2 separate regions of the Zea mays genome follow, and region 1 is linked to region 2. Evidence: chromatin contacts called from public Hi-C data. All regions are on one chromosome and are shown on one strand. Each heading gives the region's core, a stretch centred on a gene start, on an enhancer-like site or on the middle of the called end of the contact. The rest is flanking DNA. Distances are from core to core; before and after follow the strand shown.

What was found. A called contact is a pair of places that touch in the nucleus more often than the background predicts.
Region 1: a contact with region 2 is called in a Hi-C map of tassel, with 2.9 times the contacts expected there. The contact joins the enhancer-like site here to the promoter of LOC103643177 in region 2. A contact is called at or near these places in 3 of 25 Hi-C or Micro-C datasets (ear, leaf and tassel).

Annotation. Positions count from the first base shown.
Region 1 is chr1:206,908,029-206,913,713 of Zm-B73-REFERENCE-NAM-5.0, forward strand. No RefSeq gene overlaps it. Among protein-coding and RNA genes, the nearest start is that of pht7, 20 kb to the right of the region's middle. Within about 2 kb of position 2,368, at least 15 of the 20 cell types and tissues checked have an H3K27ac peak or open chromatin away from gene starts, as enhancers often do. A contact at or near this core is called in ear, leaf and tassel, where this site is marked.
Region 2 is chr1:206,821,291-206,827,018 of Zm-B73-REFERENCE-NAM-5.0, forward strand. LOC103643177 (ribonuclease E/G-like protein, chloroplastic) reads right to left here and starts at 3,376. Exons shown (of 14, transcript XM_020546661.3): 1 at 2,715-3,376; 2 at 1,987-2,087. The coding sequence starts at 2,878.

The DNA of each region.
Region 1 (5,685 bases), core at 1,118-3,617, 86 kb after region 2:
CTAGGGAGCGGTGTCCGGCGAGCTGAGGTAGGTACAGCGGCTACCATCCATGGAACAACGGCGCCGGGGCTAAGAAAGCAGCGCTGGGCGAGCTGCAAGGGAGGAGCGCGGACGCGATGACGAGGTCAGACCAAGAGGCGACCACCAAATAGCAGCATCGACGAGGTTGTCCGACCATGGGGAGATGAGTGAAGGTCGATGAACTCAAGCACAGGGACGCGGCGAGCTCGACCGCGGCACAGAGACAAGCGCAGACGAGGTGTCGGACAACGACGTGGCCACCTAGAACCGCGTTCGTCGCTGACTTGAAGAAGGCAGGGAGGAAGTCGAGGGAAGGATGCCCTGCGCACCATGGGAAGGAGCAGGGAGATGGGAGGAGGGTGGCCCGACGGCGAGCAGGGTCGCGCGCCCGGCAAGGACGACCGACGCGGAGGGCAAGACGCTAGGCATGGCAGAGCGACGGCCACGGACGAGCTGCGGCTTGGGATCGGGCTCGGAGACGGCGGCCCGAGGAGGAGCTCGACGCGGCTAGGCATGGAGACAGACACAGCTGGAGAGGGAGGAGCAGAGAGCCGGGAACAGGGAGCAGGGGGCGCGGCAGCCAGTTGCCATGACCGAGCAGGGGGGCCGAGCAGGGGATGGCGAGTGGAGGGGAACCTGAGTGATGCTGCCGCGTGGAGAAGAAGACGTGAGGGAGACGGTGGGGAAAAAAATCAGAAGAGTGCAAGGCAGATAAAAATCTGAGGGAGATGAACGACGACAGGGGATAACGAAGAGAATTTTTTTCCAAGATTTTTCTCACTTTTACTCTTTTTTTTCAAAAGCAAAAAACAGATATTTTGATGTTACCAAATCAGGGTCTAAAAGATGTAATCAAAGATCGAACAAAAATAAGATTGACAACAATAATTGGATAAGATTTGATTTAGTGAATACTCTGGAATTCAGATGAATCTTTACCCATTATTTATATTTGAAGATTTAGATCGAGACGAGAAACACACGGACCGTACCCAATGAGATTGGCTTGGATATTTCAAACTATGTCAAATCTAGTTTAAACAGATAAACCCCATCTGTTCTGAATATTAGGATTTGGATTTAAAATAAGGAGTAAACGGGCCAATTTAAAGCGTTATCGATTAATAGATTATTTTCTCGGATTTTTTTAAATAGGAAAGGGAATCGGCTAACCATTGTTCTGGTTTCGGTTAGTTTGGGTTCGATTTATCTAAACAACCTGTCCCAAGTAGTGTCTCTACCGAATTCGTAGAGATTGCTCGAACAAGAGAGAAATACTTGGGTGACCTTTCTAATCCGCCTTATTCGATTAATTTTAAATAGGCACGTGACTCGCAAATTTTTGGAACAAATATGTTCTGAACTTCACGAAAACTTTAGAAAGATTCTAGATAGATAAAGATGATTAGGACATTGAGATTACTATCCTCATCGACATCCCACACTTAAGCTCATATTTGTTGTTAATGTACAGTAACACCTGGGGTGTTATAGATATATTCATCCATTTTTTTGAAAAAGTTTCTCCAAAGACTAGGGAGGTTTTCTAGAAAAATATTGAGTGGTTGGTCTCAAACGAAGCCCTTGATCAATGCTTCAGTGACTATTTCATTTGGGACTGTAGGGGCCTAGGCCTGAAGCCAAAGAACCTTTGGACAAAGGCTTAAAAATATTCATCATGGTCCTGGGTGCACTAAAATAGGGCGTGAGCAGAGACTGGCTTCATCTAGAAACCTTGGAAGCTTGTGATTAACATGTCCTTCTACTTCTACCACAAGGTCATTGTGCCTAACTGAAGGGAGGAATACCATGTTTATGTGACATTCCTGATAACCATGACAAAGGATTTGGCCATCACTGCTAAGTTGTCGCCATACGAAGATATCGTAGCTTCATAGCTCATTGTAACAACCTGACTTTTGGGGTCTAAAATCTCTTTGCTCTCATCCACAAATTCAAGTGTTAGTCTTTTTCTTTTTCTCTTTTCTCTTCCCTCTCTCTTTAGGAATAGGGCATCTATTTTAAGTTGAAGATGTATTTCCCTTCCAGTAGATGAAACCTCAGGGAAGTTATGAACTGTTGCATCATGTTGAACCTCAGATTTTATCTTTGTATGATGCATATGCTTGAGATGATTTTATTTTGATTTTGTGGTAGGTTTGAATTTAAACCCAAGGGAAATGGGAGAGGAGATTTCAAAAAAGGAAAAACTAAAAGGTGGGCCCGCGCTCGAGCAGCCCATCTAGCCACCTCGGCTTTCCCCTCTGCGGCCCAGCTCCCCACGACGACCCACGCTGCCCCGCGCATGGCCAACCCATGAACCGCACCCCCTTGCCCGGGCCTGCCCATCAGTGGCTCAACTTGCGTGCCCGCGCTCCTCGCCAACAGCCTCGCGCCCCACGCTCATTGACTCTCAGCCCCACCGGTCAGCTCCCCCCCACGTTCTCGTAACTGGCTGTGCCGCGTTCCCGCGCAGATGCGCTCGCCCAGTGCCCTAGCCCACCTGTCATCCCCCTCCTCGGCGCAACCGCCATGGCCGCACAGTTCGCCGCCATGATCGTGCGACGGCACATCACCCCCCACTTGTGACCGGCATCCGTTGTTTACCCCACACCACCTCCTTGCCTCGCTCACTGTCGTCGCACGACCGTGACGGCGAACAGAGTAATTACAATATTGCGCCCTCATCAGGCGATGTACACCAATCATTACACCTACAAATTACACTTATAGGTGGGCCTTCGGAGGAGTCTCCTGGTGGATGATGGATGGGTCGCACTATGTAGCCTTCGCTACCACCTCCAGGGCCTTCATGTTTTGGTGCCCTCTACTCTCCTCGGGTAGATGGTTGGCACCGAGGGCTCTTGAGTCGTGCCGTAGCAAAGTCCTTCATCAATGCCGATCGTGCATAGGCCTACGCTCAATGTGTGCCTTCGTCACGGTCGGTTGTTAGTTGCAGAGTCGAAGGTCCCTTCGCTCGTGGTCCTGTGTGTTGGTTAGTTGAAAACGAAAGGTAGAGCCTTAACTCCATGATCAAGGTTATGTTTGGCCTCCGCCCCAACAGGGTTCGAGGCCATACTTGTAATTTTATATGAGATTGACCTTTTACGGCTCGCACGCTTGTGTAGACTCATATTACTCCACATCCAAAGCTTTGGTGCACTAACATCTTTGAACCGCCTTCGAACATTACAAAATTATCTGAATAGGTCACCAATAACATTATAGAGTGGACACGCATACTTGGTGCTACAGGTTGTAGCATCTCTCAATAGTTGGCTGCAACTGATTCGTCACATCTTGCTAGTATCTTAGATCCTACGCCGTGTTGGTTGGACACACACTCATCAAGAAAGTTTTATTCTATCAAGGAAAACATTACATTCCTCATGAGTAGAATGCTTATCACTTGTTATACCTCTAGCAAACTTAAAATAATATGCATGCAAATCATCTTCGATTTCATGAGGATTCCTGCCATGAATAGAAGAAAACAAGAAACACACACAATAATATATATGCTCCTATTAACTATTTAGATGCGATTGTTATCAATCCCTCACTCTCAACTTGTTCAAACAAACTCTTACAAGTTCTTACCAAGGTAAATTTGAGGCGACGACAACCAACAAGTCAAAAACCTAGAAAGGAGTGTATCGGCACCGAAGCAACAACATTTGTCAAGATAAAGTTGTATATGTGGTGTTATAGGTGGGCTAAATACAATGTACGAGAAAGTACTTGAACCACGTTAGTCACAAAAATGAGTTGAGAAGTTCTTGACGGTGGTACCATCCTGGCCTTTGGCTAGGCCATGCTAGAGACGAGAGCTTGGACATATACAGAGTGATATGAGCACCATAATGCCTTCAAATGTTCCTACGCCTTCTATTGTTCATGAGGGAACAAATGTTTTAGAAGGACCAATAAAACATGCTCGTGTGATACAAATCAATGAACAAATGAAATCACTCCTTTGTAAGAACCACAGTACATATGAGGATCAACTGCTACCAATTGCAAGTTTTTTTACTATTCTCAGGTCTGAAAGTACTCCAATGAGCTTACACATTAGAGGAAAACAAAAGGTGGAGGACCAAGTCTATAACCAAGCAGTAGAAGGAGTCCATGTCGCTCCAACTTCTTATAGGAGGTATCCTAACTCCATTTGACGTGTTTAACCACAACCTAGAAAGATTATAATAATATAAGCTTTCCAACGGATCCAATCTCACCATCGACCTCGACCAGAGCATGATGTTATATCAAACCAATATGCCGTTGAGAAAATGTCTAATTTCGAGTAACTTATCATTGAATGCCGTGTCAACATAATTTTGACCTTGGGCTTCTTACTATGGCTGAGGCACCACCAATGTCACTTCTAACTCCTTAGCTTCCATTCCTCTCACATATTAGCCACCTCTCTTGTAAGGTTGGACAACGTCTGAAACTGAAATAAATGTTATATGCATGTTCTTAGGTATTCTAGTTGTTCAATGCAATTAGCTTGAAGACTGTGCATCATGTCTTGTTGTTCTTGCAAGCTCTTTATGGTTTCAACGAGGATTGCATTCCGCTAGACTTGACGGAGTGGACAACATAAGGTAGGACAGACTCGATGTTGTTGGTTGTTGCATCTCACAATGGTTGGCTGCATCTCACAATGGTTGGCTGCAACGATCGACTCCAACGGCTAGTTCTGACAGTTAGCCGTTGGGCAGATGGCACACCGGACAGTCCGGTGCACTGTCCGATGCACTGTCCGGTGTGCCACTAAAATTCCATTCGGGAACCTGGCGCTCTCGGGTTTCTACGTGGGGAAACTCTTCCCCTTGGCCAGCTTGGCCCCACCTGGCAGAGGGTGCACCGGACAGTCCGGTGCCTAAGGCCAGAAACCCTATTTTCTGTTTTATGCTGTTTTTCAAATCGATTTTCGTTCTAACTTGTGAGTGTGTTCTAGAGTGTCACCTAGCACTATATGTGAGTGTGAATATGCACCAACACTACACTAGAACTCCCTTGGTCAAACTACTCATCGACAACCCCTCTTTATAGTACGGCTAAAACAGAATAAAAGACCTAACTAAATCACGAGTGTCCACAACTCCTTGACACTCGGACTACGTAGTCCTTCACTTTTTGTTTCGTCGTTTTAGTCGTCGCTTCGAGTTCTTATCTCCGGGATTGTTTTCACCGTTGTAGTACTTCTACCTGTAATGCGACCTAACTTACCATTTGTCTCTGCAAAACACACGTTAGTCACATATAACATTACGTTGTCATTAATCACTAAAACCAACCAGGGGCCTAGATGCTTTCAATCTCCCCCTTTTTGGTGATTGATGACAACCCTACAAGATTTGTGACAGTAGTTTGTTTTGAAATTTCTGTCAATAGAGAAGATGATTAGTTATACTCAGTAATCTTTGACAGAAAAAGTGTGTACCATAATAATAAGAATGAGCGCATACACAACGTAGGTTTCTTGTTCATATAAGAGTGAAATCAAATCGATGAACAAGAACTAGAAGACTGGTGATAAAATATAAGGTGAAAACATAATACACACACAGTCAACACAAGCATTGAGAGTATATAATAGAGTTTGTGAGCCAAAAGCATCATACAAAAGTGAAGCTAGTACAGAGAGTAACAATCACA
Region 2 (5,728 bases), core at 2,126-4,625:
CTAAGAGATTGGATAGGATAACTCTTGGAGATGCTCTTAGATTACACATATGCCCTCGTTTACATAATACATGAACCCTGACAAAAAAACTAAACAAGATCCACCGTTGGGGCATATACATATAGGTAGAGGATTACTCTAGCTGTTGCCAAGCCCCACAACTTCATTGCCTCACTAGCCAGCAGCAAAGCACCAGCCAAATTTGACAGGGGCCCATAAGTCAAAGTAATCTCACAAAAAAATAAATTTGCAACATTTCAACTTGATTTGATTTATTAGAGCAACTCCCGCAGGCCCCCTACTTGAGCACCCATATCGTGTGCCTAGCAAGAGCCGTACTTTGCCCCAAAATTTGGGTGGTCACCCAAATCCTCCCTAGGGACCCCATTCCTAGGTGGTAGGTGCTTTAGCCCAGGCCCCCAAATCCTCCCTAGGGACCCCATTCCCCGGCGCAAGGGGCTACTGGCGCGACAGCCATATCGGAGGCAAGAGCCCCTCCCTATGGCTGGTCCCGGCGAGAAAGGTCACGAAAGTTGATCCCCCGTGCAACATGAGGGTCCGCACCCTATAGGCCGGATCTTTACTCGTGCTTTGAGCCCTCCCAGCCCCTACATGAGGATCCGCCCTCCATAGGTCAGTCCATCTCGTGTGCACACGACCAGGGAACCAGCGAGTGACCTTTTTTTAACCTCAGCCTAAAATTCGCTTCCACTGGGATTTTTTTTATAATACTAGCAACACTAGTTCATGTTGAGAGCAACTATGTGTTGGCTTGGCATTTTGATTCTCGAGGTTTGCATGTTATTAAGTCTTCTTACAAAGTATTTTTGCGGTGATTCTCAACAAAATAGAAGCACGGTGGTAACGCTAGTTCCAGTTCAGGTGCAGAATCTTAAGACTAGTGGAATAGGATATGACAGATTAAGTTTCAAGGTAAATACAAACGCTTTAGCCCTTGTTCGATTTGATGAGGATTGGAGAGAGTTTACAGGCATTAAATCCACTACAAGTTAAAATCCCCCTCGTCCCCTCCAATCCCCTTGTGGAGGGGATTAAGTGAACAAGCCCTTGTATGTGGAAGTTCATAACAATCTGTCTTTGTGTGCCAACTTCACAAGAAGAGGTACAGAGCTCGGTTGGACCAGGACTAAGGACATCTTAGTTTCAAATGCAAATTTGTGGAGAGAATGTGGAAGACCTTGAGATGGAGGCGTAACAATTGATCTAACATTCATGCAGTGTGTGCCTGAGGTTATTCTAAAGAGTCTTGCACTATATACAGATATGCAGATCAATCTAGCGATTGAGCCTTGGCACTGGTGATTAGAACGAAACAGACTTAGAGGGCCAGAGAAAAGGAGAACAAGTTTTAAATGAATGCCCAGACATTGGAATTCATGAATTTAATCAGAGAAAAGGGAAGATGAAGGAGTGCGAGATCAACGAACAGAAAAAAGGGAAAGGGGACGGGTGCAGCATCCCCTTTTGAAAGGGGATCGATGGCTGATTTTTCTCAATTGTGGAAAATTTTAGGAAAAGGTCTGTTTGCTTGGGATTATAATCTGCCCAGATTATATAATCCAACTTATTAGATTATATAATCCAACTTATAAGTTGGATTATATAATCTGGGCAGATTATAATCCCAAACAAACACCTCCTAAGGTGTTAGCTCATGTGGCATCCAAATGTATCCGGGGCCTGGTTACCAGTGATTTAGCTGATCACACGAGTTAATGGAATGGATGGTTCCATATTAAAAGAAATAAATGAAAATTTCCTCAGTTGTTGTGGGGGAAAACCCATAAGAAGTATCTCCAGCATTCTAAGACATCAAATGAATATCTATTGTTGCTAAGCACAAATGGACCTTGACGAATATCTATTGTGTTAAGCATTCTAAGACACCATCTTGACGAGTATCTATTGTTGATTACTCTAAAAAATATCTATCGTTGCTTAGCACAAACTAAAAATAGAAATTACCACTACGAGACATTGGTGACTTTGGGGAAAGTGTCAGGTTCCTTTCCACTTGAAGATTGCTTCTAAGACCATCCATGAATTGCGCCGAAGATAAGGAGTGCCTACGAAGATTAATTAAGAGGCTGTCACCATATAAACAACAATAAGACCAAATTTCTCTAAGGCTCCATCTGTTTCATTGGAATTAGATTTCATTCTAATAATCATAATTTAGACACAAAAAAATTAAGTTAATATAATTGTATATGTAATACATTTGTATATTATCATAAATCGTATGAGAGATATAGTTATATAGTACATTTATGTTATAGAGAAGAAAGTAGAACAGTGTGCTATAAGTTATACATTAGAAAAGTATTATATAAATCTATAGAATCAATTTTCATCTCTCATCTTATGAATTTGAAATAGCCTTATATATAAACTTTGGAAAGTTTTGTCACATTCTAAAAAAATAGCCTACTTCATTAGCTAGATTCCAATTCCTCAAAATGAAGGGGCCTCAGCAAACAAAGTTCAGACTGTTTGTGCCGGTGACCCATAGCAAAGAGGGCACATCTACAAGTTGTTCCTGAATGCCTTACAGGCAAAGGAAAACTCAGGAATTCCACTAGTTTGATCAGCAGCTCAAATCTTAAGGTAGAGAAAACAAAGTTTGCATTATTGGAACTTGTGGGGAAAGGAAGAAAATAATAGAGCACTTCATAGCAAGAAATGTACGATACCTTCCTCGAAGACCGGACAGAGCCGAGCTGACCGCGCCCACGCCGCGACGCGACGCATGAGCGGCCGTGGTGGAGGCCTCTGTAGCGGCGGAGCAAGCGGTAGCGCACCGGAGGGGCCACATGCTAACGAGAGTAGGTGCTAGGCCCAGCACGCAGGCGGCCATGGGAGCGCATAGTAGGGCTTCTCCCCTTCGGCACGGGCTGGAGGCTCCACCGCTTCTGCGTCTCCGTTCTCTTGTTTCGGGACTGGTGAATGGCTGGGATGGCGTTCGGGTTTACCCGAAATTTCGGGTCGGACACGAGCGGCACGCAGGTCGGTAGGCGAGGCTGCGAGAGGCGACGAGCTGGACTGCTGGAGCTGGCAGGCGAGGGTCGGTGGCCGTGTGGCGGTGGTCCGATGGCGATGGACGTGGACCAGTGGTCGGGCTCGGGTTCACACGGGACTGAAGGAGACGATGAGTGGAGCTGTGGACTTGTGGAGGTGGCCCCTGGCGGCGTGGCCCGTGCCGGTGGGCTTCTGGGCGGTGCCGCGGTTGCCGCCTCCGCCTGGCCGGTGGTGGTGTGACGGGCTGGCGGCGGCCGGCTGCCGTTGGAGTGGATTTTGTGAATGGTGGATGAGCCGGAGAGGGGTATATTGGCTACCGATATGGATGTTCGGATATAGAAGGCTTTACAAAAAACGGTAGAAACCGCAGGTTTACCGGCCGGACCGAAACCGCCGTCCTGTTAACTACCGGGTTTTTTTCAAAATTACTTTAAATTTAAATTTTTTGAACAAATTATAAAAATAAAGAAAAATTATGATAAAAAACTATATTTTCTAATAAGTAATCTGATATACATGATATTTAAATTTAATTTAATTTAGCTTGTTAAAAAGGAAAATGTATGGACCTACTAGTAAACCCATTAATCCGTCGTTTCTCGTTAAACGGTGACGGTAAACCGCCGAGCAGTGGTACCACGATTTGTTACTGAGAAACCATGTTAAATTATATTATTTAGTAATTTTAGTGTCTAGATTTGGTTTTTGGGTTTATGGTTTCAGATTTTTTTTTTACGTGATGGTGTCTTGTTAATATCTAGTTATGTATTAGTATTGTTAATGTGTAGTTACTAGGTATATGTTCGTGCGTTGCTACGGAATTAATGTGATAAAATACATTAATATATAAAAACCCTAATTGTTATTCTACATTTTTATTGGCATCACTAAAATATATGTTTGCACAAGCAATGACTGTGTATTGCAACAACGTAATGACAGAGACGACGCTTTCTGAATGTTCTGCAGATGCAACGATCGTTCCCGGATCACGCGGTCGTGGCAAAAATATCTCACAATTTACTGTCGAGCATAGGCTTTCAAGACCATAGTCATCTTTTATGAAATGTGCCAACATCAGATCAATAAAACCAAAAGGTACGTGCTTGCCTTCAACATTCTGTTATCCCACACAAATAGTTATTTATAAAATGCTAAAAACTACCTTTGAGACCGTAGTAACCCATAGCAAATTATTCCTTTCAGACAAGCTATTCCGAGCACTGCTCCTAGCAACATCACGAGCTTTGATAAGAATCTGAACAAGAGATTGTATTAAGGTTAAAACAACTCAACCTAAAAATGAATAATGCTATGAATGACATAAACAAAAGCTATATATACATAATAATGGAAGCAAAACATAAGCAATCAGTACATGAGGTTCACTCTATTTTGAAACAATTCTATGCATCATGTCGCGTCTCCATCATGTAGCGACCTAGCTCAGCTTCCAAATGCTTATCATGTGCCTTTTTAATAAGTTCCTTCACAACATTCTTAGCTCCGAAAATTGTATCATTAATCTTTTCCATGGTGGACATATCTGCAATAGTATCTTGTAGACAATTCTAAAAATGCATATGTAATATGTGAATGGAATATTCTAAAAATGCAATCTGAAGAACATATATGCAATCTGAACGTCTGCACTCCTCTTGATTTCAAGCTCTATACATGGACATGTTATACAGTGGTAATTTCAGGACGTTGGTTACTAAAGTAAAGAACAATTATGTGCAAGGGTATGTTCTCACGAGTACTTACATTATTCAGAAGAAACAATGTGCTTTAAAAAAACTAATTCTCTCTACATACTCACTAAGTATGTTCATATTGTGATGTTGTACATACACAATTAGAGATTACCTGGCTGCATCAAATGGTGAATAGACTGAAGGAGCAAAATTATATGTAGAAGTAACCAATTATATGTAGAAGTAACCACTAATCAGAACACCCACTTATATGTTCCTTACCTGGGTCTCTTACCTAGTGACGAGGGAGAGCGCGTCCAAATCCGGTTCCTTGCGAACTACCAGCGCCACCGTCAGCCTCACTCCTCGGCCACCTCGTCGGAAGCCAAGGGGTGTAACATAGTAAATTGGGTTTGCGTGCTTGTTTTCGCAGAGCAGGAAGATAAGACCAAGCGATTGATGTACCTTGTTATACTCCTCGCCGACAAAGGGCCTGAAGAAGATCTGGGCATCTGGTGTATGGCAGCAGCGACTAAATCTGCCATAGATGTAGGGCGTGTTTGGTGTGGCGCCTAAGCCGCCACACCGCGCCACACTTTTAAGCCACAGGTGTGGCGGCCCGGCCGCCACACCTGTGGCTTAAAAGTGTGGCGCGGTGTGGCGGCTTAGGCACCACACCAAACACGCCCGTAGTACCACAAAGAATATCAACTGTGGGAATATAATGAATGCATGCTCACCTGCACAGCTCTGTCTAGCCTCTTGATTGGCCTGGAACACAGATCACCGCATGAATTTTAGCAAAGAGATCAAAGTAGCAGAAAAAACAGAACAAACTTTATTTCTTACCAGTCAATAGCATGGAATAAATCTAGAAAATACAATAAACATTTCACGTTGGATTGGGTGGTTTTTCACAAAAGCGGTTCTCACATAAGCAAACTGAGAAGCCAAGCATTTGGCTGCCAGAAGCCGATTATGACGGCCAGGAG